3 separate regions of the Mus musculus genome follow, and regions 1 and 3 are each linked to region 2. Evidence: chromatin contacts called from public HiChIP or PLAC-seq data. All regions are on one chromosome and are shown on one strand. Each heading gives the region's core, a stretch centred on a gene start, on an enhancer-like site or on the middle of the called end of the contact. The rest is flanking DNA. Distances are from core to core; before and after follow the strand shown. Region 1 holds the start of Neo1 (neogenin). Region 2 holds the start of Cd276 (CD276 antigen). Region 3 overlaps Hcn4 (hyperpolarization-activated, cyclic nucleotide-gated K+ 4).

The links. HiChIP or PLAC-seq counts read pairs in DNA pulled down with a chosen protein or histone mark.
Region 1: a FOXA1 HiChIP or PLAC-seq map of pancreatic cancer cells shows a contact between it and region 2. The contact joins the promoter of Neo1 here to the promoter of Cd276 in region 2. A contact is called at or near these places in 1 of 39 promoter capture datasets (the HPC-7 cell line), 1 of 484 Hi-C or Micro-C datasets (embryonic stem cells) and 2 of 115 datasets of contacts at active chromatin or transcription factors (embryonic stem cells and pancreatic cancer cells).
Region 3: a contact with region 2 is called in an H3K4me3 HiChIP or PLAC-seq map of embryonic forebrain, with 5 times the contacts expected there. The contact joins the enhancer-like site here to the promoter of Cd276 in region 2. A contact is called at or near these places in 6 of 39 promoter capture datasets (the HPC-7 cell line, frontonasal cranial neural crest, liver and 2 more), 3 of 484 Hi-C or Micro-C datasets (CD8 T cells and embryonic stem cells) and 16 of 115 datasets of contacts at active chromatin or transcription factors (the NIH/3T3 cell line, SST interneurons, T-cell acute lymphoblastic leukemia and 11 more).

The regions. Positions count from the first base shown.
Region 1 is chr9:59,034,046-59,037,899 of GRCm38.p6, reverse strand. It overlaps Neo1 (neogenin), which reads left to right and starts at 1,459. Exons shown (of 28, transcript NM_001042752.1): 1 at 1,459-1,934. The coding sequence starts at 1,772.
Region 2 is chr9:58,553,312-58,557,664 of GRCm38.p6, reverse strand. Cd276 (CD276 antigen) reads left to right here and starts at 2,632. Exons shown (of 8, transcript NM_133983.4): 1 at 2,632-2,643.
Region 3 is chr9:58,856,809-58,860,733 of GRCm38.p6, reverse strand. Hcn4 (hyperpolarization-activated, cyclic nucleotide-gated K+ 4) reads right to left here. Exons shown (of 8, transcript NM_001081192.3): 5 at 2,871-3,017; 6 at 2,520-2,760; 7 at 1,541-1,705; 8 at 1-1,433. Among named protein-coding and RNA genes, the nearest start is that of Hcn4, 36 kb to the right of the region's middle. Within about 2 kb of position 1,258, at least 10 of the 459 cell types and tissues checked have an H3K27ac peak or open chromatin away from gene starts, as enhancers often do.

The DNA.
Region 1 (3,854 bases), core at 210-2,709, 480 kb before region 2:
CGATGTGATTATTAAAGGTTAATTAAGCAAATACTTGTGAAGTAATTGGGAGGTAATCTATTTCTAATTTAACAGGTCATCAGGGGTATTTAGGAAATATTTTTTCTGGTTAATAACTCTAACCAAAACAAGATATTTAAATGGTTTCCCTAGTGGAAAACAATAAGCGAGTGTTTGCTCTTTTAAACCAATTGTTTCAAAGAGCCAGGGGAAGGGAGGGCTCCTAATTTCACTGTTTTAATGAGGTTTCTGAGCTCTTCATTCCCCACGTCAATCCATGCCTTATTTTGGAACTTTGGAATAAAATAAGATAAAATAGCAAGTGACTAGAGAAGGCATGGTGTGTGTTAGAAAAAGAAATGTCTTTTTTTGCTGGACACATCTTGGATATTGACTATACGCAGAAGGGCAAATAAAAATCCAACTCCTATCAACAACCCAACATGACTAAGTGAAGAACCAGGGTAGAACAGTATGGGCACTCTCGCCAGCAGACTACAGACTGTTTTCTCCTAACTTTGGGTAGCTCGATCCTCAGTAGTACCAGGAGGTTGAAAAACCAATTCCCGCGTGCTCCGCGTTTACTGTCGAGAGACACTTTGGATCTCAAGTACAAAACTGCAAAGTGACCATCCAGGGCCTAGGTAAAAGGCTGCAGTGACTGCAGAGAATTAGCCCCGGGGAGATTGAGTCACGGGGTTGGGTCCTGGCCTGGGCACGCGATGGAGTGGACTCCCCGCACCTTTGTCTGAGCCGGAGCCGAGTGTCTCAGTGGGGACGCGGGGCACCACGGTCCCGGCGGGTCGGGTACCGCCCGAGAGGAAGCCAGAGGTCGGCGCAGTGCGATCGGCCCCCTCCCACGGGAACCGCGCCAGGTCCCCAGCAAGAGCCGGGCGGCCTGCTATTGTTTTTGGCGAGCACATAAATCCGTGCGCCGACCCTCTGCGAACCCAGGTTTCCTCCCGGAGGCCATTCGGTTTCCTCTGAGGCCCTATATAGAGGCCCGGGGCAGAGAGGTGCGCGCAGGCTCGCGGCCTCCGTGAGCAGCTCCGGAGTCCGTGCGGCTCTGCCTCAGGTCTCCGTAGCCTTTGAAGCGGTCCGCGGAGGTGAGGGGAAATCTCTCCCGCGGGTTAGGAGCGGGAGGCGGGAGGCGAAGGAGGCGGATCGCTTCTCCGGGGTTTCCCTGACGCCAGCAGCAGCAGCAGAGCCCGGCGCGCGCGCCCCGCGCCCGTGCCCGTCTCCCGAGAGCCAGAGGGGGGAGGGGAGCGGGCCCGCCGCCTGCCCCTGCGCCAGCTCGGCTCCACCGCCGCGGCTGCCCGCGAAGCGACCGCCGGGATTGGAGCCCGGCAGGCCGCGGGGCGCGAAGAGGGTGCTCGTGGGGAGGGAGGCGCGCGTGCGCGGCTGTGAGCGTGCGCGGCACGGCGCGCTCCGGCGCCCGCCCCCCACCCCGCGGTCTCCGCCCCCCTCGCTCTACCGTGAGGAGCCCGAGTCGGCGGCGGGTGGCGGCGCCTGGAACCTGGAGAGACCGAGCCACCCCCCGGCTCTCGGCCGGAATGTACTGATTCTCCTCTGCTCTCCTCCCCGCCCCGCTGCAGGAGGGAGGCGCCCGGAGTCTTTCCCCCTGGGCGCGCGAGGGGGCCGCGCGGGCCGGGCCGGGCCGGGCTGGAGCCGAGCCCTGCGGCGCAGAGACCGGCTGAGGCGCGCTGAGGGAAGGGCGCGAGCGCTCCGCGGCGCTATCGCCGCCGCCGCCGCCGCCACTCGTGGGGTAGAGATGGCGGCGGAGCGCGAAGCCGGGCGACTCCTCTGCACCTCCTCCTCCCGGCGCTGCTGTCCGCCACCGCCGCTGCTGCTGTTGCTGCCGCTGCTGCTGCTGCTCGGACGCCCGGCGTCCGGCGCCGCGGCCACGAAGAGCGGCTCCCCGCCGCAGTCCGCAGGTAAGTCGGGCCGGGCCCGGGACGCCGTGGGGGCTGGGGCGCGGCACCGGCTCCCGTGGCCGCTGCGGTGGGTTTTTGTTGTTGTTTAGGATCCAGAGGGGAACGTGCGGGAACTTTTCCTCCTCGGCTCCCGTTGCTGGAGAGAAAAGGGTCTCGCGTGGTGGAAAGCGGAGCAGGCAGGAGGGGTTCCTACCGGGGGAGGGGCGCCTCCGGGATCCGGGCCGGAGCTCTGGGGTCCAGTTCTGCGCTTTGTACCGGGAGGCAGGTTCACCCCTCGCCTCTTTCCCCTCCCCCAGGCTCATCCCACTTGTAAGAGTGGGACATTCTTGTGCTCACACAAGCACCAGTAGAGGCCACTACACACCTCATTAGATAAACAATCGTACAGCCAATTCATTAATTTTCAGGAAGGGATGGAGGAGGGGGCTTGAATTCATTCTCTTCACCCTCCATCCCCCTCGGCCATGGGTTGCCCAGCTTCTGAAGTCCAGGGAAGCGCTGTCGGATCTCGAGGGACTCTTCGCTCAGTGATTGGAGCCTGGGTCTTCAGGAGAGGGGGTGCTAAGGGGCATACTAGCCCCTTCATGATCAGATCAGTGGTGTTGACTTAGCCTTGTGGACGCCTTGGAGAGCGGCTCCAAGTGATTCTGTGAAGTAGTGCCTCTTTACTAGGGATTTAACTATATTTCTATGTAACCCACTCTCAACTTCTGAAAAATTTCAGACATCGGATTTTTAAGGATTTGTCTAATTGTCTCTATGTGACTATATATGTATATGTGTGTGTATACACACACACACACACACATACACATATATACACATATATGTGTATATATATTCAGCATCTTTTTTTTTTCTGTGTGTTTCATGCATTCCTGGAGTCACCAGCATTCTTACATATTTAAGGGTGCCAATTGACACATCGCCAAGCCTCTGATAGTTGAGCAGGGTTCACTCGGCTCTTGAAGAGCAAATTGACATGTGCTTTGCTAACCTCGTTTACCTAAGGTGGTGTGCCATATAACTTGAAGAAACTTTCACTCACTTTGTGGAGATTTAGATTTTTAATACGAAGGTCACCTGATCAGACACAATGGCAACTTGTAATTGCTAAACCAAAAACGTGTTTCCCTCTGATTGTTATGAAATCATTAAAATCACTTCGAAATGTGATTTGCTGATAAAGTTTGTTATTTTGCATTTTGTGTGTATGTGTATAGAGCTCACAACTTGCCAGTGTTAACAGTTTTAAACCCACACTAGTATATATTATTTAAGCTGCTAAACAGGAGTGTTAATGTTAAGTTAGGATCACTGATGTGATAGGCATTTGCACATTTATCTTGTACAAAGTTTGGGGCACAGTTTTCAGACCTTCAGTGTAAGTACCTGAATAGTTTCTTTTCATGGGAATGGGAAAGAGAAATGTATAAATTTTGGAAAACAAGTTCCTCTTTTTTTTTTAAATTTCTTATGAAAATTTATATACAGCTGATTGTATGTGTATTTGAGGTCATAGCTGGAGTTTGTGTTTAAAGTTTTGGCAGAGACTTTTTAAAGTTAACAAAAGCTTAAACAATGCTAGAATTTAGAAATTTGTTTTACATTTTATTATTCTGTCTGTCTGTCTGTCTGTCATGCGTGTGTGTTTGTGCCTGTGCCATGGCATGCTGTGTGCTAGTCAGAGGACATCTTCGGAGGAGTCACTACTCTTTCCAGCATGCAGGTCCTGGGGAGTGAACTCAGCTCCTCAGGCTTGGAGGCCCATTAAAGCAGTCACTTAGAAAGGGATCTTAACGTCTGCTTTAGCATGAATTCAATCAGTGAGGTTTTATTTTGCAATGATGAGATGGGAGACATTTGCTCTCTGCCTTTATGGAGTTGGCAGTCCAGCATGTAGGTAGGGACCATAGCTGC
Region 2 (4,353 bases), core at 1,383-3,882:
TCAGCATGTACAAAGCCTTGGTTTGCTATCTAGCTCTGCATAAAACTGGGGATGGTGGCACATGCCTGTAATCCTAGCATGCAGGAGGTAAAGGTAAGAGGGTCAGAAGCTAGCAATCATCTTTGGTTACATAGCAAGTTTGAAGTCAGCTTGGGCTATAAGAGACCTTGTCTCAAAAAACCAACCACCCTGTAGTCTCCCCTCCCCCAGCCTGAAACCAGCTTGCTCAGGGGTGGAGCTTCCTGCTCATTCGTTCTGCCACGCCCACTGCTGGAACCTGCGGAGCCACACACGTGCTCACCTTTCTACTGGACCAGAGATTATTCGGCGGGAATCGGGTCCCCTCCCCCTTCCTTCATAACTAGTGTCGCAACAATAAAATTTGAGCTTTGATCAGAATAACTGTCTTGGCTACATTTCTTTCTCTCGCCACCTAGCCCCTCTTCTCTTCTAGGTTTCCAAAATGCCTTTCCAGGCTAGAACCCAGGTTGTGGTCTGCTGGCCGGACACAACACCCATACTTTCTAATCCTTCTCAAACAATTTCAATAATTGTGGACCAAGCATCCAAACATATGAGCTATGGGGGCAAGTCTCATTCAAACCACCACAGTGCTGGTCCAGAAAACAGAGAAGGAGAATAGGAGGACCCTTGTCCAGACAGAAAGTGTGGAGAACACCTTTCATGCCAATGCCTCTGCTTCAGACAGGACTCTGTTGGAAACGTCCCTACGGTGAACTTGCTAGAAATACCAAGCCAACCTCTTCTAAACTAAGAGACTCTTGAGTGCTAGAACGGTCATCCTAGCTTTCTATATCTGTGGCCAACTGACTGAATCGCAGCTGAATGGTCCTTGAGACACACTATAATGCACTCTTTGTTCAAGTTGTTTCCCTTTCCTGGGGGGCGTCAGAGCTCCTTGAACTGAGAACCAATGCTCATTATTTTCTTCCCTCTCGGACTGTGCTCTTGAGCAAGGATAAGAAAAGCCTCTGCATTGTAAAGTGTCCCTTCACCACCCATCACGGTTGAGTTGGGAAGCTCATGGACACCTAGCCTGGTAGACACAGCAGAAAAAAAAAAAAAAAAAAAAAAAAAGACATCCTGTTTCAGGCAAGATGGAAGTCAAGGATTAATACCCAAGGTTATCCTCTGACCTCTACATGAGAGTCTTGGCTCAAGGGCAGGACCATGTATACAGGTTTTTTTTTTTTTTTTAATGCCAAATTTATATTTAGAAGCATAGACATAGCTATATTTGATCTCAGCACACAAATTCAAGGACATAGAATAGTTCTGCCTCTCCCTAAGAGCTGGGTGCCCTCGGGTGAGCTACTATAAAGCCTGTGTCTGAATCTCCTTATCTGCAAAAATGCGAGTAACAGCACTCACTTCACTGAATTTGGGGGATTAAAAGAGATAAATTGTGAAGAGCTTAAAATAGTAGCTGGCAGAAGCCGAGACCCGTGTGGATTCACGATTATTTCCTAAGCTCTCTCTGACAGCTGCTGTCACTTGGTTGCTAAGTCTGCAAGCAGTGCAAGGTTGGAGTCCCTTCTTTCCTTGAGTCTCAATTTTTTTTTTTCATCTGCAAAACAGAAATAATTTCTACCTGGTGGGACCCTTGGGAGATCTATGGAGGCCAGAGAGGAAAGCATGCTGCCTTCATTTGAGCCCACAGAAGGCCCTCTACGCTGTTGCTGTTTCCTGTCTGTGTAATGGACAGATACAAACACAGGTGAAGGGATGTTGGCAAATTCCAGACAGACTTAATCATCCTTTGCCCTCCTCTTGTCGCTGCCTGCAGCTAGATTTTTTTTTTTTTTTTTTTTTAAGGACATAGTGAAAGGGGATGGGGATAGATAGATGGCAAAGAAAGGGTTCAGGGTTGAGGGCACCCAGGCTTACTCTTCTCTACAGAACCTGGGCTAGCCAGCAGCTGGCATGCGGCTGGGATAAAAGGGTTGAGAGCAGCGTTAGTCCGGTTGCTGTGGGTGTAAGAAAACGAGGAAAACCATCTCAGTGGAAATTGCCCTGTGGTTGGCTCAGGCGCCCACGACACTGTATTTATAGAGAGCTCCCAGCAACTCGGAATTCTTCGCTGTCGAGTTAACCCTTTCCGAGCCGCGGTGCTGGCCTGGTGTCGAGGGGAGAAATTCTGGACTGAATGGGGACAGCTGGATTGCAGCGGGGCTTGGAGCCAGCAGTTCCGAGGGTGGGAGTGGTCAGTGGCCGGTCACCTGTCCCCTCTCACCGAAAAAGAAACTTCGGCTCTTGGAAGTGCTAGGATCCGTGTGGGGGATGGGCAGCGAGTAGCCCAACACCTCCTCCTCCTCCTCAGAGTACTGGGTCTTCCCCCGTCGGGGTCCAACAAGGGTCTGGGTCGGGGCGGGTCCAGACCCCGGGCCCTGCCCAGCAGGCGGGCTCAGGCTTCACCCTCGGATCTCGCCGCAGGGCCAATCCAGCCTCTGGGGCGCACCCGGGCGGCTTTTCCGGGCCCCCAGCTTCCTCTGGCCGTCCCGCCCCTCACTCTCGCCCCCGGCCCCAGTCTGGCCGGGCCTCGCGGCGGCGGCGGCACCAACAGTGGCGGCGATTGGGCTGCGCCCCGCCGCGTCCCCGAGTCCCGGGAGTCGGCGCGGCGCGGTGAGTGCTTGCGTGGCGCGGGGCGGCGTGGGCTGCTGGGTCCACCTTTGTGTGCGGCGGCGCCTGGACTGCACGCGCTAAGGCGCCGGGTGCAAGGAGCTGGGAACTCCGCGGCCCTTACCCGCAGGGCACCGGCACCCTGATCCACGATGACCGCTGGGGCTCTAGGGTCCGGAGTAGCTGAGAGCACCCCTGCTTGGCCGCTCCCTCCTCGGGGGGCTGAGACCCGCTGGGATTTGTGGGATCTGATGACTCCCAAGTCTGGGGCTTGTGGGGCCCGAAACGGGGTGGGTGACTGATTATTCAGGCCCTGGGTGTGGAGTAGGGATGCAGGCAGGTAGGTCACTGGGTTGATGGTTCTTGAAGCTTAAGGAAGCTGCTAGCCAAGACTGGAAGGGAGGCATTCTCCGGACTTTGAGGAAGAAAACACCATGAATGCCAGCTCTGAAAGGGGAAACTGCGGGGGAGGGGAGCACGAGGTTAGGTGGTCCCCTGTTCTTGGATCTGAATGGTGAAGAGGGACCAGGTCTGCAGAAGAGCACGAGGGAACAGGTTCTGGGAATAGCTTTAAAGGCTCCTTCGAAAAATAAAAGACTGAAGAGGAAATGGGATGGGACAGTTTGGGCTGTCTTAGGTAAATGGAGATGGATGGAGAGGAGGTCTGAAGGAAGGTAGGGAGAGGCTGGAGGACCAGGGTGGCACATAGAGACGAGAAAATTGAATCCGGCTCTCCAGGGCCCTTTCTTACTAGGCCCCAGTCAACCAGTCGCAGATTTCGGAGCTTGAGGCAGTGGCCTGGCAGAAAGGGAGTTTTATTTCCAAGCCAAACCTGTCCTAATGAGAAATGTATGGTGGGTGACTCAGACCTGAGAGCTTATCACTGAAGGGAAATATTAAGCAAACATTAGACCCGAAGTTTGTATGTGCGTGACCGGGGTTTTGTGTATGTGTCGGGGAGACACCTACTTAATTGTGAAAAATTATTTCCCTTCAAATTGATTGTGGGCCATCTGTAAATGAATAGTGATTAAATTAAAACCCAAATCCTTAAAAAAAAAAGTTTGGGTTTTTTGTTTTTGTTTTTATTTTTGTTTTTTTAAGATAGTACCTCACTATAGATTTGGCTGACCTTGAACTCACATAAATCTACCTGCCTATGTCTCCCAGATGCTGGGACAAAGGCATGCACCACCAGGCCAGCTCAAAGACTTTTTTTTTTTTTTTTGAGTGTGTAGTAGTTACTTTCAGTTTGAGATGCCAATGAAAGTGTCTGAACAGTTTGAGAGCTATTTATTTAACTGAGCCTCCTTTCTCATTCCCTTTGTCCTCCCAGAAGTCCCTAGGACTCCTACTGTTTAGCAACAACGACATTCTGAGTAGTTTGGGGACCTGTAAATAGGTGAATCTGAAATCTGTACTTGAAATTGAAACCTAAACCTGTCTTATGGGCTTGGTTGACTGATGGGCAGGCCAGGTGTGGAGGGCTGGGGAGCTAAGGGCTATGGAGTGGTGGTCTACCCTTCCACCTTGCTTGGGAATGGGAATATTTTGGAGGTGTGTGTTTTCTTTGGTAGCTGGTGTTCTTAGTCTTCAGCACTAACTCTTGGTTAACTGTGGCCCGTGGACGTCTTCCCCCGTGTTACAAATACATCACCGTTAGCTGACACAGGGTCCTGATATCAGTGCCATTTTCATTGTGTGGCTGGGAAG
Region 3 (3,925 bases), core at 9-2,508, 300 kb before region 2:
TGGCTCAGACCTAGCGCCAGGTTCCCTCTGGGGTGCAGCAGTAGTCAGAGGGGGCCCTCCAGAAGAGGCGGCTCTTGCCCCAAACAAAGAAAGTGGGGGTGGCAAAGAACCTGAGGATGTCTTCCGAGGCAAAGTGACATGTTGGCCTGGGATGGCACCATATGGCCTTCCAGGAGGCCCAAGGCCCCCACTACTCCCACTGCCACCCCCAGCTCTGGGGTAGAGTGAGAAGGCAGCCACCGACTCCCCTGAGGAGTGAGGCGAGGCCCTGCGGAGAGTCTGTGCCCCATCCTGGGGGAGGGCTGGCTGAGAGGCTGAGATGAGCTTCAGGTCCTGTGTGAGGCGGCCAGGGGTGAGGGGTGGTGTGCCCCTGCGCTGTGGGACCTGGGGAGGTGGAGGGCTGGATGCAGGTGGCAGGAGCAGGGAACCATGGGAGCCAGAGGCCCGGGGTGGGGCACTCGGGAAAGTTCTTGGGGGCCCCGGGCTGTGGCCCGGAGGACTGAGGCCTCCTCGGGGGGTAAAGGCTACAGGAGAAGCCCCTCCAGAGGCCCCTGCCATGAAGGATGGTCGCTCAGGCCGTGGGGGTGTCTCTGGTGTACTTGATGGACCAGCTGCCAGACCTAGGGACAACTCTCCAGGAGGCTGGCCCAGCTGCCCAGGGCTGGATGATGGTGACCTGGAGGAGGGTGGGGGCGGCAAGAAGTGCTCCAGGAGTCCCAGACCTCCTCGGGCCCCAGGCAGTGGGGGTGGTGGCTGGGCAGCCTGTGGAGAGCGAGCGCCTGGTTGCAGTGGGGTGAGCAGCGGGGAGTCAGAGGATGACAGGGAGCCACCCAGCGCCTTGTGAAAGTGGCCGAACCCAGTGGTGGAGGCGGCGGCGGCAGTGGAGGTGGAGGGTGTGGGGGCTGGTGGGGAACCGCAGGCTCCTGGAGGTGGGGAAGAGCTAGAGGAGGGCAGGAGAGGGCTCAATCCAGGAGGTGCAGAGAATCCAGCCAGCTGTTGGATGTGGAAGGAGGATGAAGACGGTGTGTCCACCTGTGAGGGGCTGCTGGCGGGTGAAGCAGAGCCCAGAGCTGAAGGGATCAAGGACTGCAGCCTCCTTGGGTGCCTCGGTGTCTGTCCAGCCCCAAGGTTGCCCAGCCCAGGTCCGGGAGGGGGCCGGAAGATGGCGGCGGGCAGGCGGGGGTGGTGTGTGAGGGCTATGGCCACCGAAGTAGTAGCAGCAGCAGCCTGCAGTGGCGCCTGGATCAGCGGGGTCCATATAACAGGCGTGGGGGTTGGGGTGGCTGAGGCGGCAGCCTGGACGCGGTGAGCACAGTGGGCCATCTCACGGTCATGCCGCACGATCTGCTGGATGATCTCGTTCTCTTGGTAGTTGAAGACGCCTGAGTTGAGGTCGTGCTGCACCTTGTGGAGGAGGATGGAGTTCTTCTTGCCTGAGCCATAGAACAAGAGCCAGACACTCAGGCCACGCCCAGGAAAGGAGACTTGGAGTCTGCATGCTTGCCGCCCTGCCCTCCCGCCTGCACATCCTGCTCCTCACCTATGCGGTCCAGGCGGTCCAGCGCAACCGTCTCGAAGGCCCTCCGCATCATGGGATACTCCTCCAGCACCTCATTGAAGTTGTCCACGCTCAGTGAGTAGAGGCGGCAATAAGTATCCGCTCTGACGCTGGCTGTGCGCCGACCCCGGGTCAGCAAGCAGATCTCTGTGAGCACAGCAGGGCTCAGGGTCAATCCGACAGGAAATTTCCAGGCCTCCCAGAGCTGCGTGATTCTGACCTTAGTCTCCACTGGTAGTTGGTACAATGAACTCACTAGGCTGCCTGATAGGTTGTAGTCATACTGGGTACCAGCAGCACCCCTATCAACTGGGTGTCTAGTTGTTTCTCTCTCTGGGGCCAACCCCTGGTCTCAAGGTGATCTGGAACTTAGAGGTGGGGCTTTGGGAGGTGATTCATACCTTTATAGAAGAGGCTAGAGAAGGGGCAAGTCAGATGGCTCAGCAGTATGGCACTTCCGGGCCAAGTCTGATAACGTGAGTTGGATACCCAGGACCCACATGGTAGGAGAGACTTGACTGCCCAAGTTGTGCCCTAACCTCTACACGGGCATGGTGGTATGTGGGAATAGGTAGGTATGGTTGGGTATATGCAGGCTCAGGCATACACGCAAATATAATAGAAGAAGCTAAGGAAACAACACAAGTGCTCTTCCTGCCATCTGAGACAACAAAACCACAACAGTCTACCACTAAGAGAACCCTCAATGGAACCTACCACACTTGCACCCTGGCCTGTGACTCCCAGCCTCCAGAGCTAAGAATCCAGTTTCTATGGTTTATAAGCCACCAGTCTTAAGTACTCTACTAAAGCAGACTGCACAGACAGACACCCCTATACTGGCCTCACAGATGCCCAGGCTGTGGCTATAAAGGGTCCCTCCAAGCTTCTGATCTTAGGGTATCCCTCTAGCTTAGCTCCCAGTCACCCATGTTCTCCTGGGGCCCCCTGGCTGTCTCACCTCCAAAATAGGAGCCATCAGCCAGCTTGGTCTCTTTGTTGCCCTTAGTGAGCACGCTGACCACGCCGTGCTGGATAAAGTACATCTTCTTGCCGATGGTGCCTTCGCGGATGATGTAATCCCCAGGCTGGAAGACCTCGAAACGCAACTTGGTCAGCATGGATGTCACAAAGTTGGGATCTGCGTTGGCAAACAGTGGCATGGATGCCACCAGCTTTCGGCAGTTAAAGTTGATGATCTCCTGCTCCACGTACAGCAAAGGTTGGGACACAAAGAAAGAAGAAGGTCAGGGAACTGTGTGCCAGCGAGGCCTGGCACCGCCACCACCCACCCAGGCTGTCTGCAGCTCACCTCTCGAAGTGGCTCACTCAGCTCACCCAGGATGCTTTCCTCATCAAACATCTTGCCTTGGTAGCGGTGTTCATAGTAGTCATGGATGCGCTGTCGGGTGTCAGGCGGGAGCTTGTGGAAGGACATGTACTGCTCCACCTGTTTATACTGAGACGGGGGAGAGAGACAGGAGTCACCTCCAGGCACCCCAGGCTGGTAGCCAGAGGCACACTCCAACCCTGGGGCTTTCTTAGCTAACTTGGGCTCAATGTAATGTAAGCACACGGTACCCAAAATAATGGCCCTGACTCCCAGCTCTGCGGGGTGATGGAGGTAGGGAGAAAAGGAAGGAGGCTTCCATCCATGGTTGGTCCTCACCATGCCCAAAACTATAAAGATGAGTGGGAACAGGGCTGACTATAGCCACAATGACTAGGAGGGTGGGGTTAACTAGTTTCCTCTAAGCATATTGGAGTCACCAACTCCTGCCAGGAGAAATAGGCCCAGTAACAGACAGAGCTGCAATGGGGCACAATACAGGAAGTGCAAGTGAGAACACCTGACTCTTTGCAAGCTGTGTCTGTAGATAGATATGGCCTCAGCTGAGACCTTGAGATTTGGTGGTGGTGGTGGTAGTGGTGATGGTGGTGGTGGTGGTGGTTTTGTTTTTGTTTTTTTGACACAGGGTTTCTCTGTGTAGAGTCCTGGATGTTCTGCCTGAAACTCACTTTGTAAACCAGGCTTGCCTCCAGCTCATGAAGATCTGCCTGCCTCTGCCTCTCTGCCTCTCTGCCTCTCTGCCTCTCTGCCTCTCTGCCTCTCTGCCTCTCTGCCTCTCTGCCTCTCTGCCTCTCTGCCTCTGCCTCTGCAGGGACTCAAAGCATATACCACTTCTCCCGGCTGAGTTTTGTTTGCTTGTTTGTTTGTTTGTTTAACAGCAGCCCAGTAGACAGGCCTGGCAGGACAGTAGCCTCCTGGCCAGCCATTGTGACAGAGGCAGCCTGCACATTTGGAGTTGTGTTTTGGAGAAATGCCTCTCAATAAACAGATGGAGGAACACCAGGCAGGACTTAGAA